Linked DNA regions of Mus musculus: region 1 is linked to region 2. Evidence: chromatin contacts called from public HiChIP or PLAC-seq data. All regions are on one chromosome and are shown on one strand. The core of a region is the stretch at or near the end of the contact, and the rest is flanking DNA. Distances in the headings are between cores, read along the strand shown.

Evidence for each region. HiChIP or PLAC-seq counts read pairs in DNA pulled down with a chosen protein or histone mark.
Region 1: an H3K27ac HiChIP or PLAC-seq map of embryonic stem cells shows a contact between it and region 2, with 2.1 times the contacts expected there. The contact joins the promoter of Mill2 here to the enhancer-like site in region 2. A contact is called at or near these places in 2 of 39 promoter capture datasets (liver and second pharyngeal arch cranial neural crest), 1 of 484 Hi-C or Micro-C datasets (embryonic stem cells), 3 of 115 datasets of contacts at active chromatin or transcription factors (embryonic stem cells and epiblast stem cells) and 3 of 9 other capture datasets (adipose tissue, embryonic stem cells and liver).

Annotation. Positions count from the first base shown.
Region 1 is chr7:18,838,428-18,841,246 of GRCm38.p6, forward strand. Mill2 (MHC I like leukocyte 2) reads left to right here and starts at 1,539. Exons shown (of 6, transcript NM_153761.3): 1 at 1,539-1,664. The coding sequence starts at 1,565.
Region 2 is chr7:18,747,848-18,750,640 of GRCm38.p6, forward strand. No RefSeq gene overlaps it. Among named protein-coding and RNA genes, the nearest start is that of Gm24464, 4.0 kb to the left of the region's middle. Within about 2 kb of position 1,349, at least 45 of the 459 cell types and tissues checked have an H3K27ac peak or open chromatin away from gene starts, as enhancers often do. A contact at or near this core is called in embryonic stem cells and epiblast stem cells, where this site is marked.

The DNA.
Region 1 (2,819 bases), core at 289-2,788, 91 kb after region 2:
TCCAGTATTTTCTCACTATGATGTTTTGGAATGGTAATGTATATCCTGTGATGCTGGAAATATGTGATCTGTTTTTTATTTTATAGGGGATTGCAGTTAAGAGATTGCATGAATGTCAGAGGAGACTCTCCTGGCTACCTGAAAAATAGTTTTTCCTGGTTGCCTTCAGATCAAGATTCAGAGCTCTCAGCTCCTTCTCCAGCACCATGTCTGCTTGCACACTGCCATGCTTCTTGCTCTGATGATAATAGACTAAATCTCTGAAACTGTAAACCAACCCTACTTAAGTGTTTGCCTTTATAAGACTTGGCTTAAGCCGGGCGTGGTGGCGCACGCCTTTAATCCCAGCATTCAGGAGGCAGAGGCAGGTAGATTTCTAAGTTCGAGGCCAGCCTGATCTACAGAGTGAGTTCCAGGACAGCCAGGTCTATACAGAGAAACCCTGTCTCGAAAAACCAAAAAAAAAAAAAAAGACTTGCCTTAGTCATGGTGTCTCTTCATAGCAATGGAAACCCTAACTAAGACAGGAACTAACTAAAGAAGGTGAGAACCTGGATGCAGGAGCTGATACAGAGGCCACAGAGGAATACTGCATACTGGCTTGCTTCCCATGGCTCACTCAACAACTTGCTTTCTTATAGAACACAGGACCACCAGCCCAGGGTTGTCACCACCCACAGTGGGCTGGGCCCTCCCTCATTGATCACTAAGTGAAAAAAATAAAATAAAATGCCTTACAGATGGATCTCCTGGAGGCATTTCCTCAACTGAGCCTACTTTCTTTCTGATGACTCTAGACTGTATCAAATTGGCACACAAAACCAGCCAGTACAGCCAGTGTTAGCCCTTTAGCATAAATGAAAATGGAATAGAATTAAAAATCACATACGGAAAATAGAGCATTATTGTCATCATAAGAATGTTAGTGTAGTCTCCTGGCATAAACGGTGCACACCTTTAATCCCAGCACTTCAGAGGCAGACGGCAGATCTCTGTGAGTTCAAGGCTAGCCTGGTCTAAAAAGAGAGCTCTGGGATAGCCAGGGCTGTTACACAGAGAAATCCTGACTCAAAACAACAAAAAAGCTTCCATCCCAGTTAACACTATTTAAACAATGTTAGTTTAGATTTGTTAATTCTCAGGCAATTAGTTACTGACCTGGGCTGTGTTCATCTTGCATTCAATTCCCCTTCTGAGCTGGCAAAGGACTATTACAGAAGCTACAAGGTATGGACCCTTCGGACATCCTTCAACATCCCTTCAGCTGTGTTCACCAGTCTGTTCAAACTACTTTTGATGGTGATTCATTTGACAATATCAGGAGGAATCTGTTGGTGTAAGAGATATCGGAGTGTCTTAGAAGACATTCAGATGTGAGTAACTCATCTGACCTTAAAAATAAAAAGAGGAGTGGTGGTACACAACTTTAATCCCAGCAGAGGCAGCAGATCTCTGGTCTACAAAGTGAGTTCTGAAGACAGCCAGGACTGTGTTCTCGTCACTTAGCTGATGGGTGGAGCTCTGAAGGGAGGAGTATGTTTGCACAAAACTCCATTTGAGAAAAATGAAAGCCAGTTCTGGAAAGCCCAGAGAATTCAGACCAGCAGTCCTACTGTTGATCTTAGGGCTGCTCCTTAGAGACTCACGGGGATCCAGCATCCAAGGTGAGCTCTGGGCAGGATGGGGACCATCCCTGTAAGCAGGGGAGGGATGAGTCACACTGTTTAAATGAGTGAAATTAGAGTGTACATAGAGAAATGGCTGTCCCAAGGAACCAAACTAGGGAAGTCACAACGGAGAGGGAGACAGAGGAAAGGGGGAAGAAAAAGAGAGTGTGTGTGTGTGCACAGAGAGAGAAGAGGACCAGAAATGTTTGGATTATAAAGGAAAATAATAATCTTCTGGGGGAGGAGAAGCCCAGACCCTGGGCTGGAAAATTCAGAGTAGAGGTCCGGGTGTGCTAGGTAGGTAGGGACTGAGGGATACCGGGAGAACCTAGGGGCTAGGTCTGCTTTGGTGTGTAAAATAGGCGGCACAGCCCCTGCTCTCTGCTCTGAATCCCAACCGTAAGGAATAGGTCAGAGCGCATAGGCACAGGAAAGAGTACGGGAGGGAGAGGCAAAGGGTGGAGCGGAGGAAACTGAAACTGGAGGAAGGCTTAGCAAGCCCAGCAGCCTTCGTAAAACATTCCCCGAGCTGACATAAGTGGGGCGTGGGGTTACATTGGGGAGCCTTTATTGTCAGCTGGAGGACACATGACTATTGGAGTACGCGGTCTACCACCGGAAGCCCCTGCAAGAAGGAACAGGCAGCCCTTTTCTAGACCTCAGTGGGTGGCCTTCTTAGGAGAAAAGGGATGTCTGCAGGGGAAGACTACAAAAAAAGGCCTGACACAGAGACCGGGGGGGGGGGGGGCGGGGCGGGAGGAGGAGCATTTAGTGTCCCTGCCCTGAAGAAACTCCCAGAAGAAACAGGGAGTTGGTGAGTGTCTGCACACCATGGGCAGAGGTCTGGATGCTGTGTCTGGAGAGGACCTGATTGGTGTCTTTGCTCATTGTCAGGTTACAGTGACTGTGAAGCCCGAGAAAACTGAGGATTAAGAGTGGTAGGGGCCTGTGATGAGACAAGCTGTGGAGGGTGTCTGTCTGTCTGGGAACTATCTGAGCAAGTATCAGGGAGGAGCTGGGGGCGGAGTAGAAGCTCAAAACACTCAACTGAGACTCTTCCCCCTCCAGTCCTTGGTTCCAGGGGTAGCTATAGAAGATTGTTCTTTTAATATCTGGAATAATTATTTTTATTGTTGTTGTCTCTTGCTTGTT
Region 2 (2,793 bases), core at 99-2,598:
ATGACAGTGAAAGCTTTAAATCTTATCTTTAAATTTACTTTCTAGGATAAGAATCACCTTAAATATTATCTCATCTAGAAGTATCTTAGGAGGCCCAGTTTTTTGGCCCTCTTATGCCACGTGTTAGAAAAGACTCCCGAATTGCCAATTTAAGGCTAACCTTCTGTTACCAATGTAATAATTATTTAATCCTAACCAATAACTTATGAAATGATTGTGAAGACAGGCAGAGCACATTTCCAGTAAAAACCAAATGAAGCAGCTACACTTAGATTCAATCAGAGAATATTAATTTTTCTAACTATAATTATAAAATAAAAAGCACTTTGTCATTAACTAAACTCAATAATCACGATTGCAGAGAATTTTCTTACAAAAAAAAAATCTATCAGCTATTTCGCCCCCAAACTATGAGGCTGCAGACTCCCCTTTTTTAAAAAAACAGTTTTTCCAGCAGGGGCCCTCCTGCTGTGCCTGATCCTGGCTAAAGTGTGTGGCCCCTCTAGGCTTTGCTATACCAGCAGAGAAAGTATTAGCCATCTTTTATTTTCCAAAATGAAAACACAGAAAATTCAGTCATTCAGATGACTAGACATGAACACACATGAATTGAACACATGGACAGACCGGTGCACCAGACATTAGACAAGACCTTAGACAAAAACACAAAGAAGGCTGCTGTAGGACCCAGAGAGAATAAAGCATGGCGTCCCCTAAAATTTCTCTCTGCTTCTGGGACATTTTCCTCCCACCTGATGCAGTTCTTATACTGCGGCCAATCTGCCTGATTGTTAAATCCAAACCCTTTTACCTCTCTCATCTAAAAAGCAGCTTCTGGAAGCTGCGGCTAACTGCCTGTTACATTCCTAGATCCCGTATCTCACTGCTGAACCTAAGTGAATCCAGCGCGCGGGTTTAGCGCTGTTCCAGCTTAGCCCGTACCATACCTAGCAACCTTTTTGCCTGTTGCTTCTCATGTTCCGGTACGAATTTTCTTTAATTATTTTCTTTTTCCATGGAGCTCCAAACCAGCAGTGTTTCTTCCAAATGTCCTCTGCCATTCCCACGCCCCGCATTGTTTTGCCAAATTGTTGGGGCCGGCCTGCGGCTCTCAGGTCTGGGTTCGAGCCTGGGAGGCATCTTGGAGCTGAAAGAAAGGGAAACTAGGCAGAAGAGAGAGAGAGAGAGATGGATTCTGATCAAGGCTCAATGATTGATGATAAAATCTGCGCTTATAAAGAGGGGATCCCATCCTTCAGGCAGGCGGCAGGCAGTATCACATCAAAGGAGAGGGATGAGAAGCAGCACGGCAGGTGGCTCCGCCTCAGTGCCGGACAGTCTGAACCAGCCTGTCTAGGCTGAAGGAGGTTACAGTCAATGTTCACAGTAAGTGACTGTCTTGCTTCCCAATGCTGGGTGTGTCTTACTCTACTTCATATGTTCGTTGTGAGGAGTGGGTTGTGCCTACTCTCTCTACCAGTGCATTGTGCCTTCAGAATGGCATTTGGGCACTTAGTGCAGTGCACATATGGGGTGGACCAACAACATTAGAACCTCTCACCTGTCTTTTCATGGAGAGTTATCCATCCTGTGCTGGGTAAACTCAGCCTATGAATGTCAGACTCAGACATGACCCTTGGGCCTCTCAACATCCCCATAGCCCTATTATAGACTCTGTGGGTTTTGGATAAGCCCTAGCTGAGGAAGCCATGGAGTCCACAGAGCACCAGGAAGCCTTGGCTGCAAATCTCTGTGATGGTTAGACTACAAGTGACACTGGGAAATGGTTTTTCATTGGTTAGTTTTGGATTCCTGTTACAGCTGACATGGTACAAGGCTGTCATGGCATGTGTTGCTATCTAGTGCACTGTCATGAGAGCCACAGTTATGATAGTTACCCTGGGCATCTTCCACAGAGACTCATCCAGGAATACATAGCTGGACAGGACAATCTGGGTTCCCAGGCCATCACCAGCTGTTTGGATGGCCTTATGAGACTCACAGGAAGCTCAGGATTTCCAAGGTTATGGAAAAAGGACACAGGCCCTATTGCGAAGTGTTTGTCCTCTGATGCGCTCTTCCTGGAATTTTTTTCCTGCTGGCAAAATGTTCCAGAGTTGCTAACTGGAGAGCACACAGAATGAGGTGCAATTCCATTGCTGCTCACTAGATGGTGCAGTAACTCAGCCCAAGGCTTCAGAGTCTGCCCAGTCTCCTAAGGCTCTTACCGTGATCAGAATGGCAGAAAACTCAGAAAAGCAATTTCAGGAACCATGCGCTTAGGGTGTAGCTGAAAGGAAATAAAACTGTGATTCATGTAATGTATGTCAAATAGCCCAAAGAGTTGTTTGTGAGCTTTGAAAACCTGGGGCTGAGAACATAGCAGAACAGACCAGGACATGCCCGGGCAGGCCCATCGCCTCCCTATCTCCCACCCCTCTGACCTAAGTTAAATGTTACAGGCTGCTAATGTTTAAATGGACCAATCATGTGAAACCGCGCCAATTCCTCCCCCAGCCCCACTCCTTTTCTATAAAAACCCCTAGCTTCCAAGCCTCGTGGTTGAATCCACTGTCTCCTGTGTGAGATACGTTTCGACCCGGAGCTCCGCAATTAAAATACCTTGTGTTGTTACATCAAGGTGTTGTGTTCTATTCGTGATTCTTGGGTGCACGCCGAATCGGGAGCTGAGTGGGGGTTTCCCCACTAGGTTCTTTCATAGCCTGGCTCCATCCCTTATCCTATAGACCTCAAGTTCTTTTGTGCAGTCTTTCAGACCTACTAAGCACATTA